2 separate regions of the Sus scrofa genome follow, and region 2 is linked to region 1. Evidence: chromatin contacts called from public Hi-C data. All regions are on one chromosome and are shown on one strand. The core of a region is the stretch at or near the end of the contact, and the rest is flanking DNA. Distances in the headings are between cores, read along the strand shown. Region 1 has its middle 47 kb from the start of CDK13. Region 2 has its middle 99 kb from the start of CDK13.

Region 1 (5,746 bases), core at 3,231-5,730:
CCTTTAACCCACTGAGTGAGGCCAGGGATTAAATCTGCATCCTCTTGGATACTAGTCAGATTCATTTCCACTGAGCCACGACAGGAACTCCCCTCATTTGTCCTTTGTGACTGGCTTAATCCACTTAGTACAGTGTCCTCACGGTTCATCCATGTTGTGGCATGTGTCAGAATTTCCTCCCCGTGTAAGGTGAAAAATATTTCATTGTATGTTTATGCCTCATTTTCTTTATCCAGTCTTCCCTCCGTGGACCCCCGGGTTTCCTCCCTCCCTACCTTCCTCTCCCTCCCTCTCCCTCCCTCTCTTTCTTTCTGCTTTTTAGGGCTGTACCTGCAGCATATGGAAGTTCCCAGTCTAGGGGTCGGATCAGAGCTACAGCTGCCAGCCTACACCACAACAATGTGGGCTCTGACCTGTGTCTGCCACCTACACAACAGCTTGTGGCCACGCCAGATCCTTAACCCACTGAGTGAGGCCAGGAATCAAACCCTAACCCTCATGGATACTAGACGGGTTCATTACTGCTGAGCCACAGCGAGAACTCCGGGTAAACTTTCGCCTTTTGGCTATTGCAAATAATGCTTCTATGAACATGGGTATATAAATATCTCTTCGAGATGCTGGTTTCATTTATCTGGGGTATATACTGGATCATATGGTAATTCTGTGTTTAGTTTTTTGAGGAACTTTCATATTATTTTCCACAGTGGCTCTACCATGTCACATTCTCACCAACACTACACAAGAATTCCAATTTCTCCACATTCTCTCCAACACTTGCTATTTTCTCTTGTTGTTATTTATTTTATTCTATTTTTTTCCTTTTTATGGCCACACTTGTGGCATATAGGAGTTCCCCGTTTTGGGGTCGAATTGGAGCTGCAGCTGCAGGCCTACACCACAGCCACTCCAACACTAGATCTGAGTCGCATCTGTGACCTACACTGCATCTTGCAGTAATGCCAGATCTGAACCCACTGAGTGAGGCTGGGAATCCAACCTGTGTCCTCACAGAGGCTGCTTCAGGTCCTTTGCCTGATGAGCCACAATGGGAACTTCTGTTGTTTTTAATATCTATTAAAACCGTTTTAATAGTGTGAGATAATATTTCATTGTGGGGTTTTTTTGTTTGTTTTGTTTTGTTTTTATTTTCAGGGCCACATGAGCAGCACATGGAAGCTCCCAGGCTAGGGGTCGTCACTGCTGTGGCTCAGGTCACTTCAGTGGTATAGGGTTCAATCCCTGGCCCAGGAGCTTCCTCATGCCTCGGGAGCAGCCAAAAATTCCTATTGTGACTCAGCAGGTTAAGAACCCAACTAGTATCCATGAAGATGCAGGTTCAATCCCTGGCCTTGATCAGTGGGTTAAGGATCTGACATTGCCATGAGCCAAGGCATAGGTTGCAGATGTGACTCGGCTCCAATGTTGCTGTGGCTGTGGTGTAGGCTGGCACCTGCAGCTTTGATTCGACTGACTCCTAGCCTGGGAATTTCCATATGCTCCAGGTGCGGCCCTAAAAAGCAAAAAGAAACAGAAAAGAAAACGAAATGAAAAAGAGGAGTCCCCATGCTCAGCGGGAATGAATCTGACTGGCATCCATGAGGTCACAAGTTTGATCCCTGGTCTCGCTCAGTGGGTTATGGATGGTATTGCCATGAGCTGTGGTGTAGGTCGCAGATGCGGCTTGGATCTGGTGTTGCTGTGGCTGTGGTGTAGGCCAGGGGCTACAGCTCTAATTCAACCCCTAGCCTGGGAATCTCCATATGCTGTGGACGTGGCCCAAAAGATATTCCCCGCCCCCCGAAAAAAAGAAGGAAAGAAATGAAAGGGAATCATTTGACTCATGCAGGCTGAAGAGCACACAAATTGAGCATATTAGCTGATTTCAGTCTTAACGGTGGACTCCAGTAAGTCACCTAGATCCACCTTCTGCTCTGCTTCCTCTGAGTCTATTCCATCCTGAGACAGGCTCTCTCTGTGTGATCTGAGGGTAGTTGCCTGGAAGTTCCCTTGTGGTGCTGCAGGTTAAGGATTTGGCATTGTTGCCACTGGTGCAGCTCACAACTGCAGCTTTTTTTGTCTTTTTAGGGCCGAACTGGCAGCATATGGAAGTTCCCAGGCTAGGGGTTGAATCGGAGCTGTAGCTGTCGCCTACACCAGAGCCACAGCAATGCGGGATCCAAGCCACACCTGCAACCTACACCACAGCTCACAGCAACGCCGGCTCCTTAACCCACTGCGCGAGGCCAGGGGTCGAACCTACCACCTTATGGTTCTTAGTCAGACTCATCGACCACTGAGCCATGATGGGATCTCCTGTTCTGTTTTGCTTTTTAGGGCCACACTTGTGGCCTATGGAAGGTCCCATGCTAGGGGTTGAATTGGAGCTGCAGCTGCCAGCTGGAGCTGCCTGCCAGAGCAACACCAGATCCGAGCCATGTCTGCGACTTACACCATGGCTCATGGCAACGCTGGGTCCACGAACCACTGAGCTAGGTCAGGGATTGAACCCGAATCCTCATGGACCCTAGTCTGATTCGTTTCTGCTGTGCCACAATGGGAAATCCTGCTCAGAGTTTTTACAGAGCTCATCTCCAGCCTCCCCAACTTCCCAGAGGTTGGTGGGTGTGGTCACCTCATTAGCATAAGCTCAGGTGTGCACAAGAAGGGTTCCTTGCCCATGAAAAAGGCACTCCCGTCACTCAGGAAATGCCAAGGTTTTAGGGCTCAGTGCCAGGAAGTGTGGCAAAGACCAAATATATTTCCCATTTACACCATGCCCCTCAGCTGGTTGCCCAGCTTTTCACCTTTTATTCCATTTGTTTTGTCATTCCTTTTCTTGTCCCTACTTTATACACACCTTATCTGCATGTGTTTGTGTATAATGTCATTTTTTTGAATCATGGTTGATGACTTGCTGATGTGATGATGTTTTATCTCTAAATACTTCACTGCGTATCATCTAAAAATAAGAATCTCAGAGTTCCCGTTGTGGCTCAGTGGGTAACAAACACGACCAGTCTCCATGAGGATTCGGGTTCAATCTCTGGCCTTGCTCAGGGGTTCATGATTGACATTGCCATGAGCTGTGGTATAGGTAGCAGCTGCAGCTTGGTTCTGGCGTTGCTGTGGCTGTGCTATAAACCTGAAGCTGCAGCTCCAATTCTACCCCTAGCCCTGGACCTTCCATATGCTGTAGGTGCATTGCTTTAAAAAAAAAAAAAAAAAGGCAAGATATTAAACTTGATATAATGTCAGCTAATCTACAGATCTCACTCAAATTTCACTAATTGTCCCAATAACACCTTTCACGAGAAAATAAATCGCAGAATGTGACTTGTGTTCTGTTAGTCTCTTGGCAATCACTGAATTCTCCAGCCGGTTAGAACATTTTGCAACCTTCCCCCACCCTGTCTCGTCCCAGGAATGTATTATAGCAGTAGCTCTCTCTCTATTTTTAAAATCTTTTTAGGGCCACACCTGGCATATGGAAGGTCCTTGGCTGGGGGTCGAATAGGAGCTGCACCTGCCAGCCTACACCACAGCACAGCCGTGTAGGATCCAAGCTGCATCTGTGACCTGTACCATAGCAACCCTGGATCCTTAACCCACTGAATGAGGCCAGAGATGGAACCCACATCCTCATGGATCCTAGTCAGGTTCATTAAGCCGAGTCAGGGCAGGAACTCCAGTAGCTCTGTTCTTATTCACATCCAATGAGAAAGAATAGGTCCAAGCCTCTCCGGGTGAACTCAATTTCTCGCAATAGAATCCTTATGTCCTGATTGGTCTGACGTGGTTCACGTGTTCTTCCTCGAACCAATGACCGCTGTCAGCTTCGCCTGGATCACCTACTTCTCCCCAAGAGCCGGGGTGGATTCAGGGTCCCCTGGAGCTTGTGGGCTCATCGTGTGGGAGGAGTGGTTCCCTAGAGCAAAATCGGGGTACTGTTACTACAGAGTAGAGCTAGATGAAAACAGCAGCAACAGCAACAAATGCCCAGTACAGTCTCCCCTTGATGGGTGTCCAACCTTCACTTCGGCACCAAAGCAGTAACCGTCTACTGAGCTCGGCCAAAGAAAACCTCTCTCAGGACCAGAGCACAGGTACCCTCCAACCGAAGTGTTCCTTTTCACGCAGCAAATATTTTAATCTCTCTTCTTTCATTCACAGCACAGAGATGCTCTGGTCCAGCTGCCACTTCTGTTTTGTTTTCGAACGTAATTAATTCTCACAACAGCTCCCCGCAGCAGCAGGAGATGGCACTCAGGACGGCTGTTCTCTTGCTCTCTGTGCGTCACCCACTCGGCCGGGCCTGCTTCCCTACCCCCCACCCACAGCCCTGGCGGTCCTACTCCCAGCCCCAGGCCCCAGCTAGAGCTCATTGCAATCCGAAGGGGGCGGGGGGGTAAGGGGCGGGCCCCTCTGCCGGTTTCCCTGGCAGCTGAGGAGCCAATCCGACTTCAATGCCGCGCAGACCTGGCCCTCGCCCGCCCCCCAGCAAGGTCCCGCCCATCTTCCGCCGCGGGCGGTGCAGCGCCGGCCGGGCCTCCGACGGGTAAGCTCCCCGTCCATTAATCCCTAAAGGGGTCTGTCGTGGACTCCGCGGTCTTTCTTTGCTCTTCGAGCTGTGCAGATGCAGCCCAACACCTATTCTTCCCTCTTTCGAAAAACATACGGTGTACTAAAAAAAAAATGATGTCTTTGAAATCATTTTACTAAGGAAATAAACTTAAACCCAAGGGTTTCTTTGTTCCAAGCCACAGGTCTTCTGGAATTGTGATCTTAAAACAAAGAAACTTATGTGCTATTTTTCCTCTCAGTGTCTTATAAAAAAAAACAAATCCGGAGAAGCTTGTCATTTTTCTGCCTTTTCTTTCTTCTAATAATATTTTTTTTTTTTTTTTTTTTTTTGCTTTCTAGGGCCACACCTGCGGCATATGGAGGTTCCCAGGCTAGGGATCTAATCGGAGTTGTAGCCGCCGGCCTACACCAGAGCCACAGCAATGCCAGATCCGAAACGAGTCTGCCACTACACCCCAGCTCCTGGCTGGGCCAGGACGGGAATTCCCTTCTGCCTTTTCAAATGACAGTTTTCATCTCTCCTGGAAGCTGGAGGGCTCGCCCTGTGGGGTGATGATTTGTCCCTGTTCACGTGTCTTCTGATTGTGCACTTGTACATTTTGCTGTCACAGAAGATCTTCAGTCAGTCTTGTTCCCCTGCTCTCAGCTCTGTTGTTGCCAAAACTCAGCCTCTGTCCATCGGCGCCTAATAGAAACGCAGGCGGAGGAATGAGCAGCTTTGATCGCTTTGGCAGGCGAAGGAGGTCACGGCGGACTAATGCCCTAAAGACTGTGCCCTCCTTCGGGAGAGAATAGGAGATGGTCTTACCGTTTGGGAGTGGGAACCAGGGCCACGGATAAGGATCAGGGTAGAGCAAATTTCATTCTTCCTTTAAAAATTTCCTTTAAGACTTTATTATTGCATTTGTTGTAAATTACACAGGGATATTTATTGTTACAGTGTTTTTCTTTTTTCTTTCTTTCTCATTCTTCTTCTAAGTTGGTGTTGAGTGGCCCTGGGACTGGTTGGGGTGGTCCTGGAGTGAAGAAGGCTTTGTCAGGTAGTCAGCGCCTTTCATTTGCTGGGGGTTTTACCTCCGCTACTCTTCTGTGCATCCCTAGAGGAGGAACTGGGACCTGCCCCAAGGCTGCCCTTTTGTTTCTTGGCTGTCCCTTTTCTGCT
Region 2 (5,736 bases), core at 1,296-3,795, 50 kb after region 1:
AGAAGCAGTAGCAGGTGGTAGAAAGAGAGGCACACGCTGATGAATGAAGAGGCCCAGGGGCTCCCTTGAACTTGACGCTCCTAATTCAGGTAACACTGACAGGGGAGTGGGGGGAATGAGCTGATAGACTGCCGGCCTTGCCGATAGACCTTGCCTTGAAGTTTTCACCAGAAAGCTTGACATCCATTCCACCAGAACTCACTCGAAGCCTCCAGGTGGTGCTCATGAAAACCCCAGGAAAGAGAGCGCCCACCCCAGGTCTTTGAAAAGGTAAGAAAGACCCAGGAGTGTGTGCTGATGGCATATCCTGTGGCAGACCAAAACACATGGCCAGGGCCCAATCCCCTTGAACAGGGACCCCGGGACAGCCGATCTAAAACAGCCTCGGGCACGGGCCTCCCTTCTCCCACAGACTGGCCTTCGACATACCAACCGGTGTGTTGGGAAAAGGGCAAAGAGCGGGGTTTCCCTTGGATGGCACCTTTCCCGGCAAGGCAGTGCCTGCTGCTCCCAGTGCCCGGGGCGCTCTGGGCTGCTGTGTGGGGGCCCGGTCAGAATCGCGCCGCGATGGGAGAGGAGCGGACTACAGGGATTCAGAAATAGATTGATGGAGTGCTCGCTTCGGTGGCACACATGCTAAAATGGGAACCATACAGACAAGATTAGCCTGGGAGTTCCCGCTGTGGCTCAGTGGTTAACGACTCCAACCAGTATCCATGAGGACAAGTTCGATCCCTGCCCTCGCTCAGAGGGTTGAGGATCCAGCGTTGCCGTGGGCTGTGGTGTAGGTGGCAGACGCGGCTCAGATCCCACATTGCTGTGGCTGTGGTGTAGGCCGGCGGCTATAGCTCCAATTCCTAGACTGGAAACTTCCATATGCCGCAGGTTAGGCCCTAAACAGACAAAAAAATAAAATAAAGAGATTAGCCTGCCTCCTACACCAGGATGACATGCATATTTGTGAAGCATTCAATATTTTAAAATAGATATGGGTGTATACACACATATTTATATATAATGTTTAATATATATTAGATATATAAAATACATGTATATATATGGTATAATTCAGTGGGGCCTAACCTACAAAAACCGTCCAGTGAGTCATTCAGAAATGCATGACTTGGGCTGAAAAAATAACCCAACGGTTGTTGTCCGACCTCCCTAGGCGGGGGCCCAACACAGTGGACCCTGCCCCTCTGAGGACTGGAAATAGATTTTACTTAAATGCCTCAAGCTACAAGACATTGCAGATAACCTTCTAGTGTTTACAGACACGTTTGTAGGATGCGTAGGAGCACAGCTCACCTGGACAGAAACGCTCTGAAGTGGTTAAAGCCCTTCTTAGGGAAATTATCCCCTGATCCGGATTCAGGCATTGATGCCACCCTCATCCTGGAGACCAGAATCAACAGGAAAACCAAGAAAATGAATCCTACATTAAAAAGAAACATTGCCGGAGTTCCCGTTGTGGCTCAGTGGTTAAAGAGCCCGACTAGGATCTATGAGGTGCATGTTCGATCCCTGGCCTTGCTCAGAGGGTTGAGGATCTGGCGTTGCCGTGAGCTGTGATGAAGCTCGCAGATGGGGCTCAGATTCTGCCTTGTCAGCTGTATCTCCGATTTGTAGCAACGCTGGATCCTTTAACCCACTGGGCCTGGTTCCCTAGCCTAAGAACCTCCATATGCTGCAGGTGCAGCCTTAAAAAGACAAAAAAAAAAAAAAAGCTACAATATGCAGAGACAAATTTAACTTGGAGTAAGGTATAGCCAGTTGTCCTGCTATGGCTTGGTGGCTCCCAGAAGCAGGCTTAATTAAGTTAAGCCCCCTTGAAATACTGTCCAGTAGGCCAGTCTGGGAGAATATCCGCCCAGGTGGGAGAATAGATACAAATGCTCTAGAGGACCTGGGAGTTGCCAACTGTGTGAAAACTTGGGGCCACTGTACTAACCTCTGTTCGTGAGTTTGCCTCTAAGAGGTCTGCCCAGCCCGCAGAGGCAGGCGGAAATTTTCCCATAGCTGGAGAAGGGTCAACCCACTTGTTTCCAAACAAAGAGCACAAAAATTTCATGTGTATTGGGAACTGGACCAAAACCCCCAAGTTCAACTGCAAGTTAGACAACAACGTGCTGAGGGTCATCAATTCAAATAGTGTAGATAAGAAAAGCAAAGAGGCTTGTCCCAGGACGGCCAGAGGTTCGAAGGACGATCCATCAACTCGGCAAAGGGCCAGAGTGGTCCTCAGCCCTTTGCCCGCGAGACTGTGGAACAGACATTGACAATGTGGGAGTGGGATGGGACGGAGCTCCGTGCTCCACTCCAGTGAATCCCGGACGGATGCTGCCTGCAGGCTTCAACTCCTCACACTGCACCGTCCCTGGGATCCCTGCCTCCCAGGGAAGGAGCACTGGGTTCAGCCACCTTTGTGTAGCTCACAGGGAACGGGCTGACGGGCTGCCTGAGAGTGACCACAGGCAGGAAGAAATTAACCCCTTCCCCCCTCCCCCCACCGTGAAGCTGATGGGAACCAGGAAATGTTTAACTTCCCCTTTTAGTGTAAAAGAAGCCTGGATTCTAACTCAGCCAAGCTGGTTCTCTGGGGCACCAGTCCAGCATCTTCTCAGTCTGCTGGCTTTCTGAATAAAGTTGCTGCTCCTTGAGCTGACAACTCGTCTCACGGTTTATTGGCTTGTTGTGTGGCGATCAGTATGAGCTTGGACTGGGTGACAAGGCTTTACTCATCTTATGGTGGAAGCTCGTTCCCTTTTTACCAACCCTTCCTGATTTCCCCCAGCTCCTAAAACCACGCTCTCTCTGCTTCTATGATTTTGATCTGAGTGATTCAGTGATTCCATGTGGTGTTTGTCTTTCTCTGTCTTTCAGGAAGGTATCCTCTTTCTCTCTCTCTCTTTCTTCATGGCTGTCTCCATGGCATTTGGATGTTCCCCGGCCAGGGGACTGACTCTGAGCCACAGCTGTCACCTATGCTGCAGCTGTAGCAACACTGGATCTTTAACCCACTGGGCCTGGCTGGGGATTGAACCCACACCTCTGCAGTGACTGAGCCGCCGCAGTCAGAGTCTTAATCCACTGCGCCACAGTGGGAACTCCAGAGGGCATTGTCTCTCTCTCTCTCTCTCTTTTAATGCCTTTTGCATTTTATTTATTTAGTTTAATTTAATTTATTTTTTTGTCTTGTCTTTTGAGGGCTGCACCTGTGGCATATGGAGGTTCCTAGGGTCTAATCAGAGCTGTAGCTGCCAGTCTACACCACAGCCACAGCAATGCCAGATCCCTAACCCACTGAGCAAGGCCAGGGATCGAACCTGAAACCTCACGGTTCCTAGTTGGATTTGTTTCCACTGTGCCACAACGGTATCCTCTCTTGATGGTACACTGCCTGCCTCCTAAAATCATCTCCTCCCTTGAGCTAAGGGCTGAGGCCTCGGGATGCCTCTCCAGCCCCTGGGCGGTATTGATTCCACCGGGTTTTATCCGTCGGTTCTCTGCCCTTTGGTCTTGGACCGAAGGATTCACCCAGGAAGACCAGGGCTGGGTTCAAGGAGGCCCTTCCGCCCTCCTCGGCGGCAGCCCCCAGAAGCAGGTAGTGGGGCGAGGGACTGGGACCTGATTTAAGGTTCAGGGGACTTGGGACTGTGCAAGGAGCAGCACATGAACACAGAGGCAGTTGTGCTGGGGAGCAGGGTGCACGCAAGGGGAAGTCGCTGCCAGCGTGAGACGGTGACAGGCTTCTGGCGAGTGGGTCCCAGCGTGAGAAGAGTGCCTTCATTTGCGTGTATGCATGTTTTAGGCGCTTGCTCCCTGTAGAAATGCGGGCCGCCACCACCGCAAGTGGGATACAGGACAGCTCCGCTGCTGCGAGGACTCCCTGCTGCTGCGTCTTTGTCTCCACCCCTGTCCTCCCTGGAAACCGCTCATCTGGCTCCATCTCGAGATAGACCACGCTGCATAAAGGGACTCATAGGGTCTGCAGTCTTTATTTTAGAGAGAACAGCTTTATTGACATCTAATTCGCATAGCACACAATTCATCCATTTAAAGTGTTCAGTTCACTGGTTTTTAATGTGTTAAAAGAGGGGTGCGACCATCCCACGGGGGATTTTAGAGCCTTTTCATCACCTCACAGAGAAACCTTAAGCCCTTTACAGCCTCTCCTATTTCTCCCAAACCCCTAGATCCAGGCAACCGCTAGGCTATTTCTGTCTCCATTTGGGACCCTTCATATAAATGGAATCATATAATAGGCAGGTCCCTTGCGACCGGCTTCGTCCGCTGAGCATGATGTTTCAAGGCTCATCCGCGTTGTTGTAACCGTGGGGCAAGCGCAAACTTGTCCTGCTCTGTTGTGTTTCAGAGATAATAGAAGGAAGCCACAAATCATACAGCATGTGCAGAAGAGACAATTTTTGACTCAACTCCCAGAACCAGTTGCTCTTTTCCCGCTGCCCTCCAGAACCAAACAGTGAGAACATGGCTAACTTGGAACCCGGAACACTTTCAGAAACCAGGGGGTCCCTTCCCTAAGAAGATCCAGTGCAGAAGCCTTCTTCCAACCCCTACCATAAACGGCCAAGTTCCAAAGCCCTTCAGGGCAGACCTGTCCTGCCAGCACTTCTGCGTCCACCCCATCCTCCCCAACTCCTCAAAGTGTGATTTTTTTTTTTTTTTTTTTTTTTTTTTTTTTTTTTTGGTCTTTCTAGGGCCGCACTTGTGGCATAGGGAGGTTCCCAGGTTAGGGGTTGAATCGGAGCTGCAGCTGCCAGCCTACACCACAGCCACAGCAAGTTGGGATCCAAGCTGCGTCTAGGACACACACCACAGCTCACGGCAATGCTAGACCCTTAACCGCTGAGCAAGGCAAACCGGTGTCCTCATGGGTACTAGTCGGGTTCGTTGATCACTGAGCCACCATGGGAACTCCTAGAAGTCTGATTGCACCCCAGATCATGGAGAGAGATTTGAGTGGGTCTCCTTGCAGGTTGATTTTTGCCATAAAGCTTTTTCTTTCCTCAAAACCAGTGCCGTAGTATTGGCTTCTGTGTACGTCAGACTGAAAGCCTTTGGCTCAGGAGCACTCAAGCATTTGCTTGCTTCCGTTCTATGCTGAATAACGTTCCATTGTATGTGGATATTGGGTTGTTTGTCGTTTTTGCCTGTGATGAATAATGCTGCTGTGAACATTTATGTACGTTTTGAGTGGATGTGTGTTCTCAGTTCTCTTGGGTGTACACACCAAAGAGTGAAACTGTTGGATCATTTGTTTATGCTTAACCTTTTGCGGAACCGCCAAATTTCTTTTCCAAAGCAGCTGTACTGTTTTTACATATTCTCACCATGACAACATACACCATTAGTATATGAAGTTCTAATTTTTCCATACCCTCATCAGTAATGCTTATTGTCTTATTATCTGTCTTTTCGATTTTAGCTGTCCTATTGAATGTGAAGTAGGATCTCGTTGTGGTTGTTTTGTTTTGTTTTTTTGTTTGTTTTTGTCTTTTTGTCTTTTCTTGGGCTGCATCCTCGGCATATGGAGGTTCCCAGGCTAGGGGTCTAATTGGAGCTGTAGCCACCTGCCTACACCACAGTCACAGCAACGCCAGATCCTTAACCCACTGAGCAAGGCCAGGGATTGAACCCGCAACCTCATGGTTCCTAGTTGGATTCATTTCCACTGCGCCACAAAGGGAACTCCTCATTGTGGTTGTGATTTGA

The links. Hi-C and Micro-C count contacts between places; a contact is called where the count stands out from the background.
Region 2: a Hi-C map of alveolar macrophages shows a contact between it and region 1, with 1.8 times the contacts expected there. The contact joins two enhancer-like sites. A contact is called at or near these places in 9 of 47 Hi-C or Micro-C datasets (adipose tissue, alveolar macrophages, embryonic fibroblasts and 4 more).

The regions. Positions count from the first base shown.
Region 1 is chr18:54,473,896-54,479,641 of Sscrofa11.1, forward strand. No RefSeq gene overlaps it. Among named protein-coding and RNA genes, the nearest start is that of CDK13, 47 kb to the left of the region's middle. Within about 2 kb of position 4,481, at least 33 of the 83 cell types and tissues checked have an H3K27ac peak or open chromatin away from gene starts, as enhancers often do. A contact at or near this core is called in alveolar macrophages, where this site is marked.
Region 2 is chr18:54,525,831-54,531,566 of Sscrofa11.1, forward strand. No RefSeq gene overlaps it. Among named protein-coding and RNA genes, the nearest start is that of CDK13, 99 kb to the left of the region's middle. Within about 2 kb of position 2,546, at least 5 of the 83 cell types and tissues checked have an H3K27ac peak or open chromatin away from gene starts, as enhancers often do. A contact at or near this core is called in alveolar macrophages, where this site is marked.